Linked DNA regions of Mus musculus: regions 1 and 2 are each linked to region 3. The links are chromatin contacts, called in public HiChIP or PLAC-seq maps. All regions are on one chromosome and are shown on one strand. Each heading gives the region's core, a stretch centred on a gene start, on an enhancer-like site or on the middle of the called end of the contact. The rest is flanking DNA. Distances are from core to core; before and after follow the strand shown. Region 1 holds the start of Spata33 (spermatogenesis associated 33). Region 2 holds the start of Spata2l (spermatogenesis associated 2-like). Region 3 overlaps Cbfa2t3 (CBFA2/RUNX1 translocation partner 3).

Region 1 (3,218 bases), core at 606-3,105, 580 kb before region 3:
CTTGACACCAGACTCACTTGGTTTTCTCTTCATGTCCACCTGCATTTCCTCCAGATGTTGACGCTGTATGACAGGTGTCACCGGTGGCCTTCAAATGGGGAGTTCCTCGCTGGCAAAGGCCTTGTCTACCCTGATGCCTTACAAACTTGTAGAGCTGGAGCCATCTTAGAGAGGCTGGGCAGATGAAGCCTATCTCAGAAAGGCTTCCTTGCCAATAGCAAGCAAGGCCCCACATCTCTTAAGGGTCAGCATGGTCTGTGTGCCTGTGAGGCTGCAGCCTTCCAGATCCCTTGGCACTGTGAAGGAAGACATTCCTGAGGTTGAAAGCGACACAATGGAGCACAGAGTCCTCGATGCCGATGCCAGGCATGGTGGTGGTGGTCGCCATCTCTGACCCATCTTTGGTGAGACATCAAACCACAGGGTGACAAAATCTTGTTTAGTTGGCTTTTCTGTCATCAGCTAAAAGCGCCCTGATCGACAGATATCACATCACAAGCCTCCCTAGGTCTGCAGCCTCTGTGTAGCCTTCTAGCCTCAGATGAGGGGCCCCTAAGCTTCAAGGTCAGACCTCAGAAATCCAGTCCCAGCACCTGGATTTCAAACTGCCTCCCCAAGACCCATGGGTGCCTCAACCTCTTTCTCAAATGAGAGGAGGGTCTGTGCTTTCTACCTCCAATCCTTCTCAACTGTCCTCGGCTACTGCGCCTCTGGCTTCCACCAGATTCCGGCAGTGAGCCTGGGGTAGGTCCTCCTAGGGCTCTGTTTTTCATACAGGCCTCCATTCTGGAACCAGAAAGACAAAGCATCCAATTCCTAATGCCTTCCTTGTTTTAAACCTGCAACAGTTCTATTTCTGACAATGGGGGGGGGGGGGGTGTCACAGTGTCGGAAGGCTCTGTACGTTTCCTTCTGTGTGGCCATACCAAGCTACTATAAAAGGTAGAAACAGGCCAAACGTCTGCCTCGGGGAAAAGTGGAATTCGCAGCAGTTTCTGGTGTCTGCCAAATGCTGGGTGTGAAAAGAAACACTTTTGTCCCACTCACGGTCCTTTCTACCTTGAGACGCCCTCCCATCTTTGTGGCCAGGCTGAGGGACACCAAGCCCTCTCCGCTCAGGAGTCAGTCACACAGCAGCCTGGCCAATCACCCGAGGAGAATTCTGCTCCAAGCTGTAACATGTTGAAGGGATCACTGTGGGACCAGAGAGCACCCTACTAACCCTCTTTGGGGAACACTTTATGGATCGCTCAAGTTTCGTCTCAATTTCTTTTTTCCTTCTGAAACAGGGTCTCCAGATATACAAGATGCCCTTGAAATCCCTGTTATAGCCTAGCCTAGAGCCAAGGGCAGTGCTCTCGCTCACCTTCCCTGCACCGAGAACCCTGTAATATTTACCTCCCGGGTCATCATCCTTAGAAAGAGGTCCCATCCCTGCTGCCTTGCCGCGGCCGGTCTCCTCTGGATCTCCCTACCTTCAGACGAAGACGACGGCCTTGAGTGCTTGGATGTCGCGAACAACAGGCTTTCGGCAGGCTGCGACTCCTTGTCAGACTGCTTGGCCTCCTTCTCCATTACTTTCTCCTTAGACTTTGTAACTAAAGTGGTAGTGCTCTTCTCCTCCTCTGAAACACACGGACGGACAAGCCGTTAGACCTACAGCCCGCGGACGCCCGCACGGAGGGCGGGCCTCGCCGCCAGGCGGCGCCCTTTACCTTTCTTCTCTCTGGGTTTGCTTTTCGACTGGCCCATAGGTGACCCCGCCGCTCCAGCCGGGCGGCCTCGGGGCCGGTTAACCCGACCGACTCACAAAACCCACACTAGGCTCCGGGAGCTCATTACCATGGCAACCGCGTGCCGCGCGAGCCGTGCCTGAGCCCCGCCCAGGCCCCGCCCAAGCCCCGCCCCGGAGCTATCTTCTCGCGACAGCCGGCCGCGCGACCGGAAGCGGTGGCGACCCCGGAAGCCCTCGCGGAGACAGCGGGTCCGTAACATCGCGTCCCCTGCGCCGCCCCGAGGGCTGTGCTAGCCCGACCGGCCATGGACGGTAAGGGGCTGTCATCCACTTCGGGGTCGGAGCGGGAGTCTGCGGACGTCTCGCCTCAGCCCCATAACCCAGCCGGACCCGCCCCGGGCTTCAGCCCCAGACTCTATCCCCCCGGGCCTGGGACCCATAGTCTATACCCTGTATTCGGACCGGGACCCGCCCCCAGCTCACTGGGCTCGAGACCTCCGACTAGGACCTGCCCTGGGGCCTGCAGCCCGTGTAGCCACCAGGACCCGACCCGGTGCCTGAACCCTGACATCCTAGCTGAAACCCTCTCCTGGGCCTCGATCGCACAACCCAGCAGAAGCCAGCTCCCGATTCTTGATTCCAGACCCCCAGCCAGCTCTTACCCCTGGGTCTTGTTTCTTTACCAGATCTCCCCAGGCCTGCACCCCACGCCCGGGATCCAAACCCTGAATCTTGTCCAAATGATCCTACACCCGACCCCCGATCCAGGCCACTTCCACTAGCCACTCTCCCTGTTTGTTTTGTTTCTGTTTGGGGACAACGGAGTGTGGTCAGAAGGCACCAGAAAAGTACCCAGAGAAATAGTAATTAAGATACAAAGGAGTTCAAGTGCCAAACAGTAGGATTTTGGGTTCCCTCCTAGTAGGAGGGCCCGGTTAACCTTAGGTTAACAGGTTGGAAGGGAACCACCCGTAGCAGTATGAGTCACGAGTCACTTCGACCTGCCGTGGCTCCAACCTCTAGACTCCCAAGGAACTCATAATAGGTTTTATGGGCTAGTATCATAGAGTTTTTGTTTGTATGAGACTGCTTCTCTATGTAGCCTTGGCTGGCCTAGAACTTACTGTATACACCAAGCTGCCCTTGAACTCAGAGATCTGCCTACTTCTGCCTCCCCACTGCTGGGATTAAAGGTCTGTGCCACCGCCTAGGGCTGTAATGGAGGTTTTGTTTTGTTTTTAAACTGCTTTCTGAAATGTAGAAAGCTAAAGTACTGTGTCATTGTTGTAGAAGACGTAAGAATCCTAGACTGAGCCAGGCGTGGTAGCGTACGCCTTTAATCCAGCCTGGTCTACAAAGTGAGTTCCAGGATAGCCAGGGCTATACAGAGAAACCCTGTCTCGAAAAACAAAACAAAAACAAACAAGCAAAAAAGAATCCTAGACTGTCCCTTGGGAAGAAGATGGACCCTTGTCTGACATTA
Region 2 (3,220 bases), core at 490-2,989, 600 kb before region 3:
GTGGGTAGGGGAGTGGGGGGGAGGGTATGGGAGACTTTTGGGCTAGCATTGGAAATGTAATTGAGGAAAATACGGAATAAAAAACAATTAAAAAAAAAAAAAAGAAAGCAGCTTACAGTCCCAGGCAAGATGAGTTTGAATGGCCTCACTAGTGCCAATCTGCCCTGCTGAAACTAAGGTGTGTGGAGGATGTACAGAGTACACATTGTGTGCCCTGAGATAGCAAGAAAAGTAAGTAGCAATGGCAGGTGGCTCTTTGTGAGTTCTAGGCCAGCCTGGTCTACAAAGATACTTGTAAGACAGCTAGGGCCACACACACACACACACACACACAGAGAGAGAGGTTGGAGGAAGAACATCAATATCGTTAGTTCAAGGCTCATCCCAATCCAGAATAATTTACAAGTTACAAATAGAAGAAAAGAACACTTTTGCAGGTGAACATTAGCTTCGACGTTAGTGTAACATAATTTTTTGCAATGCTAGAGACTGAACCTGGGGACCTTACACAAAGCAAGCAATTGTTCTACCTCAGGGTCACACCCCTGCCCCCAAGGCCTCTTCCTTTTTCTGTTAATCCCCTTGTTCTGCCGCAGGCGGGATCCAGGCTTGTCTTGAAACAAGGCAAGCATGGAATCTTTATGATTTGTCAGAAGTTAAACTATGTCACTGTGAGTTGAAGCAACCTCGAAAGCCAACCAAGGTTCCCCTTTGGATTGGTGAGCTCACAACAAAAGACCTCTATGTTCAGTGATAGCCAGCAGGGCACCTGGGGACTGTGGCCTGCTTAGTTACACGATCTGAAGTCCTTTGACTGTGAGAAATTCAAGAAGACAGATACCTCCCCTATGCCAGGTTCTATTTGATCAAACTTGGCCTAGGCTTGGTGAGCTGGAGAGATCGAGGGTGCAGGCTGCCCAGAAGTGGATGAAGCAAAAGCTACTGCTTACACGAAGCTTAGGGTTTAAGATTAAGGAGAAGGTGCCTTCGGTCCTGAGTGAGTTGCCTAAGACCACAGCAAGTTGAGGTTAACAGTTTCCCTGAGGTCACCCAGACCAATTCTTGGATTTCAGGATCCCGGTCAGTTTTGAAGGTCTGTAGGTCACACACTTAAGGAACACCTTGTCCTGGAGGGTGAATACATTCATCCTGCCTCAAATACTCCCTAACCGACTTTCTCAGGGACTAAGAAATGAAGTGCCAGAGACCAGGAAACAAAGCCTGCAGAGGCAGTCCGAAGGACCTCCCGTTCTATTATTTATAATTATTTTGTTTGCATGCATGTGCATCAAAAACACCAGATGCAGGGGCCAGAAGTGGATGTTGGGAACTGGAGTTAAAGACAAAAAAATGAGCTGCCACGCAGGTGCTCATACCCACTGGGCAGTCCACCACCCCACCCGTTTTAAATTGTACTTAAATACGTGTGTTTGACCTCCTTTGGTCCATGATCTGCCAAGACAGGCCCCGCCTAGCCGGTATTTGGCTATTCTGTGGGTTGGCTTGAGGAGCCAAAGTCCAGCCTGGTTCAGACCGGTTCCGCTAGGCACATCTTGGCGACCAGTGATCATACACCCACTGTGTACTCCCACTCAGACTAGCTGAAAGACTAACTAGTGAATCTGAGAGAACTTCAAAAGGTGAGCTGCAGGGGAGGGCCACGCCCAGCTTCGCCCAGGCCACGCCTACACCTCCACCCTCCTACTTAGCCGAAAGGGCGGCACCCGACTCCAGCCTCGCCCACCAACGTCACGACCAAGGCCAAGGGGCGGGCTTGACTTTCTGCGGAAGAGCGAGGAGAGACCCAGGCCCAAGCGGAGCTCTCTGGAATAGCTGGCGACTAGCAGGTAGCACCGCCGCCCACGGGGACCGTCAGTGGGAGAGGGGCTCTGGCTGCAAGAGGTTCAGCTAGTGGGAGCGGAGCTGTTGATACGAGGACGCTCAGCAAGCGGGGCTGAAGGTGTCCTGGGGAGGGGAGGCTACAAATACTGTGGTCACTGAGCTGTCAGCGTCCACGTCTCAGGGACCATAGATTCCGAGAGTTGGCTAAGCTGCCAAGGTCCCTATTTCCAGGTTGGAGGGAGCCCTGGGCTTGCTGGGTGCGGGGTTGAGAGTCGCACACACAGCTGAGATGACATGGTCTCTAGTTTGACACCTCATCCCGGACCTGATCAGGATGGGCAGCAGCTCACTGTCCGAGGACTATCGCCAGTGCCTGGAGCGCGAGCTGCGGCGCGGCCGCGCGGGCGTTTGCGGCGACCCCTCGCTGCGCGCGGTGCTCTGGCAGATTCTGGTGGAAGACTTTGACCTGCACGGGGCGCTACAGGACGATGCGCTAGCCCTGTTCACTGATGGCCTGTGGGGGCGGGCTGACCTGGCACCGGCCCTCCAAGATCTGGCCCGCGCCTTTGAGCTCCTAGAGCTGGCCGCTGTGCACCTGTACCTGCTGCCCTGGAGAAAGGAGTTCACCACTATCAAGGTATGGCATCAGTGGTGCTCCTTCACTCCCGTCCTTGTCCAGGCTGTTTGAGGGCTGCAGATCCTCTTCAGGGGAGGGTTCTGCGTTGAGGGCTCGTGGGCGTGTTGGGATGCATGCCTACCAGTCATTCACCTAGAACTTATATGGCTGTCCTCAAAGTAGTCTCACTGCCCTAGTTGCCATGGAAATTCTAGGGTAGACGTGGGTGGGTGAGGGAGGTACTTGATGTCCTATGGTCATCCTAACTCCTCTAAGATGTGGACTGGTCCCCATCTGTAAAAGGAGGCTGCTAAGACTGGGAAGAGAACAGCAGATCAGAACAGCAGGGATCTTATTCCTGCCTGGGTCCAGGTTAGGCGGCCAGGTCCAGGGCTGGCCTAGTCCTTAGGTCAGATGGCAGACCACTTAGAGGGGGTAGGGCCGCTCTGAGCTAATTTTGAGTGGGAAGGCAATGACGTCAGAATGCACGTGGGCGAGGTAAACCTCCACCGGTTGTCATGGTAACGTCTCCCCCTCCACACCCCACCAGCCTGCTGCTCCACGGGAATACCTGAGATCTCAGGACTTTCATTCAGTTCTGTCAAGCTAGAAGCCCACCCATCCGCCCCAGAGGACAGAGGCAGCCAGGCGTGGCCTTCACACTGAATAGTTCAGAAATAGTGTTGGGGTGGAGCTGGCAAGGATAGAGCCTCCTAGCTGTGTGGTTTTAGGGAAAAGCCCCTTTTCTCTTAAGTCGAGGTG
Region 3 (3,397 bases), core at 190-2,689:
TGACACAGAACACATGCCACTCATCTTGCACGCTGTCATTTCCCAGTCTGTACCCACACCTCAAAGGAAACCGAAGTCCAAGGAGTATGAGTGGGGCAGCCATGGGTGGGCACAGCGACACTCTGCGGAAACCCAGAGATGGCCGTCCCTGCCACACCCTGGTGTGTTGGAACGTAATGTTAGAAATGACCATCCAGGGTCACTCAGAATGCCAATAGGGTCCCAGAGCAGGGTCAACAGAGGCCTTTCCCTGCCCCCACACCATGGAAGCTTCCAGGGCTTGGTCCTAGGCAGCAGGTGACAGTGTCTGGCTCACCACAGCCGGGTCAGGCAGGTGCTAATTCCCACCCGCTTCTGCTAATGCAAAAATAAACGCCAGCTGTCGCACAGATCTCAGCCTCTATTTTAGTTTGGGCGTTGGCACAGGCCCCTCGTGGGCAGCCAGAGAGGGTGCTGGATGACGGCTGTGGCCACTCCCCGCCCTTCTGCAACTCAGGGAGGCATTTCAGGTTAGGGTAGCAGGAGGTCCTAAGGCGCTGATGGCTGCTTAAAAGAGAGGTTTTGCCTCCCCCCACCCCCCAGGAAGTCTGGATTGCTGCCAGGTCACCTGCACAGCCTCAGTTAGGACACTGGGAGCATTTGACATTGCAGGGAAACCAAGACAGGGCCATCATGTTCCTCACGCCCCAGCCAGTGGCACCCCACACCCCGCCACACCCCATTTGGTCATTCCCGATCCAGATTCAGACTCCTTACACCCAACACCGCCTCTCCACTTTCTGCCTGGTAACTGTGGGCACACCCCTCAAGTTTATCAGGTCAGCTTGGGGCTTTTCTTTCTAACTACTTATGATGCAAGAACTAGGCAGGGTTGGGAAACTGAGGCAGGGAGTGGCAACATAAGGGCCCCAGGATCCCACGGAGAATGAACCATCCTGGATTACTGCTTTGATCCTGCTGCAGGTAGATCTGATCCCAAGATTGAACTGGGGGGGGGGGGTAAACACCCAGGTCAGAGTTCAGCCTGGGACACAGAGGTAAACACAACACGCCATTTTTCTTCATGGAGCTGACAGTCTGGGAGCAGGGATAGTAGAGTAAACAGGGAGATCTTGTACCTAGAGACCAGACACACACACACACACACACACACACACACACACACACACACACACACACACACACACGGCCTGAGGAATTCCAAAGACTACAGCTGTGGAGGGGCCCCTCGGGCCTGGACTTTGAGGAATGCATAGGAGTGCAGTTATCTGAAAGGAAGTCATAAACACACCTAAGTTAAGCAGCTGCCCAGAGGCCTGGAGGTTTCTGGACCGTGATAAGAGAAACCTTTAAAGTGAGTTCATCTAGAGCTGCCTATCAGAAATGGGCGAAGCGAGAAGAGCTGGGTTAGCAGGTTACCGGGAGGCAGTGAGTCATGAGGCACAACAGAGGTGGCCTGGTTTAGATTCCCGACGCCCCTGGTGTAGGAAGTAGGAGGCACCTGGGAGTAGGGGCAGGGCCTGAGATCCAAGTCAGGGCTTAGTCATCCGCATGGGGGCCTAACTGTGTGTGGCCTTTTCTACAGCCATACCTGGGTCTCGACAAGAAGAAGTGATTGATCACAGGCTCACAGAACGCGAGTGGGCAGAAGAATGGAAGCACCTCAACAGTGTGAGTGCCCAGGTGGGGCTGCCACGCCCGTGTGACTCCCTGAACATCTGCACAAGGCTGGGGTGGGGAGATCCACGCTGAGATTGCGCTCCTCTGGGTTGGTTCAGCATCTCCTGGTAGGACCCACCGGCATGCCCACTGGCTGCCCGCCCTTTTATGTGAGGGTCATTATCCACTGTTGGCCTGTCAGGATGCTGCCAAAGAGCCATGCACACTGGCTCTTCCTCCTCTACCATCTCCTGCTCAGACACTTGCAGAGTCAAGCCCCAGTGATGTAGGACATCTTTGTGCCTGAGCCCCTGGTCAGGCCAGGTGGACCTCCACTCCCCTGGCCCTCATGCACCTTTCTTGGCAATGAGAGTTTTGAAGGAAACAGCCCAAGCCCCTTCCACCCCTACCATGCATCCAAAGAAGATTCCATTCAAGTTGGGTGCCCACAGGCACTGGGAGTCATTTCACTGTTTGTGGGGAGCCAAGGTATAGATTTCTGTGCCCCGCCTTCAGGGACGTTGAGCTGGCTCCCTGACCACCCCCTCCATATTGGATGGCCACATCTGGCCACAGCCCCGGTTCCAACGTCCTGAAGGCCCTGCCACCCGCCCGCAGCTTCTGAACTGCATCATGGACATGGTGGAGAAGACCCGGCGATCCCTCACCGTCCTGCGCCGGTGTCAGGAGGCCGACCGTGAGGAACTCAACCACTGGATCCGGTGCTACAGTGACTCTGAGGAGGGGAAGAAGGGCCCTACCCCCATCTCTGCCCGGTCCCTCAACAGCTGCAGTGGCCCTGAGGGGTCTCAGCTAGGTGTGTACCAAGCAAGAACATGGAGGACCTGTAGCGAGAGGTTGCTAGCCCTATACAGTCTCTGTAGGATGCCACTAATTCTCCAGAAAGCTAGCCAACACTCGGTCCTTACTTAAACAGGAAGCCTCACTTGGAAAGGGGGGCCTTTCCCATGGCATAAAGATGTGCCTGGCCTGCTAGGGAGCCTGGACCTTCCAGATTCTGGTAGGTACAGGCCAGGCTTAGGAGGAGGCACCCGAGGGCTTCTATTTACCCATCCACCACAGCGGTGCCTACGGAGATGGGGGTGAGGTGGTCCGGGACATGCCCAGATCCCAGCGTGAATCCATGTTCACTGTCTATAAGAGTATGCCACTCAAATCCCTCCATTCTCCTGGTAGCATGTGAAGCCCTCTTTCCCAAGAGGAAAGATACTTCTTGCCTTCAAACCCTGGCCAGAGAGGAAGGGAATCCAGTGTGGAGGAAGGCAACTGATGACCCCACCTTGTGTGTGACACTGTACCCTGCCCCCTTATTCCAGATGTTCACCGGGACTTCACGCCCAGGACCCTGTCTGGCTACATGCCTGAAGAGATCTGGAGGAAGGCTGGTGAGTAAAGACAGACCCTGGAAACAACCGCTAAAAAGTGTCCGTGTCTGCCGGGCATGGTGGCACACGCCTTTAATCCCAGCACTCGGGAGGCAGAGGCAGGCAGATTTCTGAGTTCAAGGCCAGCCTGGTCTACAAAGTGAGTTCCAGGACAGCCAGGGCTACACAGAGAAACCCTGTCTTGAAAAACAAACAAACAAAAAGAAGTGTCTGTGTCTCCACAGATGGTCTCCACACGAGGCAAGTTTGGGATTTACACATTGGGTCACACATAGGGGTATATACAAAATGCATGTGTGTGCACACATGCACACACACAGACACACACAGAA

Evidence for each region. HiChIP or PLAC-seq counts read pairs in DNA pulled down with a chosen protein or histone mark.
Region 1: a contact with region 3 is called in an HNF4G HiChIP or PLAC-seq map of pancreatic cancer cells. The contact joins the promoter of Spata33 here to the enhancer-like site in region 3. A contact is called at or near these places in 3 of 39 promoter capture datasets (cranial neural crest, embryonic stem cells and liver), 1 of 15 datasets of contacts at CTCF or cohesin (large pre-B cells), 9 of 484 Hi-C or Micro-C datasets (the G1E-ER4 cell line, brown adipocytes, cardiomyocytes and 5 more), 10 of 115 datasets of contacts at active chromatin or transcription factors (bone marrow-derived macrophages, differentiating embryonic stem cells, embryonic hindbrain and 6 more) and 5 of 9 other capture datasets (adipose tissue, embryonic stem cells, liver and 2 more).
Region 2: a contact with region 3 is called in a FOXA1 HiChIP or PLAC-seq map of pancreatic cancer cells. The contact joins the promoter of Spata2l here to the enhancer-like site in region 3. A contact is called at or near these places in 8 of 39 promoter capture datasets (the C10 cell line, the HPC-7 cell line, cranial neural crest and 3 more), 1 of 484 Hi-C or Micro-C datasets (bone marrow-derived macrophages), 3 of 115 datasets of contacts at active chromatin or transcription factors (fetal liver, pancreatic cancer cells and stem cell-derived neural progenitor cells) and 2 of 9 other capture datasets (adipose tissue and embryonic stem cells).

What each region holds. Positions count from the first base shown.
Region 1 is chr8:123,211,495-123,214,712 of GRCm38.p6, reverse strand. It overlaps Spata33 (spermatogenesis associated 33), which reads right to left and starts at 1,855. Exons shown (of 3, transcript NM_177279.4): 1 at 1,716-1,855; 2 at 1,476-1,625. The coding sequence starts at 1,752. Chmp1a (charged multivesicular body protein 1A) reads left to right here and starts at 1,925. Exons shown (of 7, transcript NM_145606.3): 1 at 1,925-2,047. The coding sequence starts at 2,041.
Region 2 is chr8:123,234,777-123,237,996 of GRCm38.p6, reverse strand. Spata2l (spermatogenesis associated 2-like) reads left to right here and starts at 1,739. Exons shown (of 3, transcript NM_030176.3): 1 at 1,739-1,847; 2 at 2,148-2,479. The coding sequence starts at 2,177. 4933417D19Rik (RIKEN cDNA 4933417D19 gene) reads right to left here and starts at 2,906. Exons shown (of 3, transcript NR_045849.1): 1 at 2,444-2,906.
Region 3 is chr8:122,634,028-122,637,424 of GRCm38.p6, reverse strand. It overlaps Cbfa2t3 (CBFA2/RUNX1 translocation partner 3), which reads left to right. Exons shown (of 12, transcript NM_001109873.1): 8 at 1,586-1,671; 9 at 2,278-2,476; 10 at 2,997-3,065. Among named protein-coding and RNA genes, the nearest start is that of Pabpn1l, 13 kb to the right of the region's middle. Within about 2 kb of position 1,439, at least 64 of the 459 cell types and tissues checked have an H3K27ac peak or open chromatin away from gene starts, as enhancers often do. A contact at or near this core is called in fetal liver, pancreatic cancer cells and pancreatic islet, where this site is marked.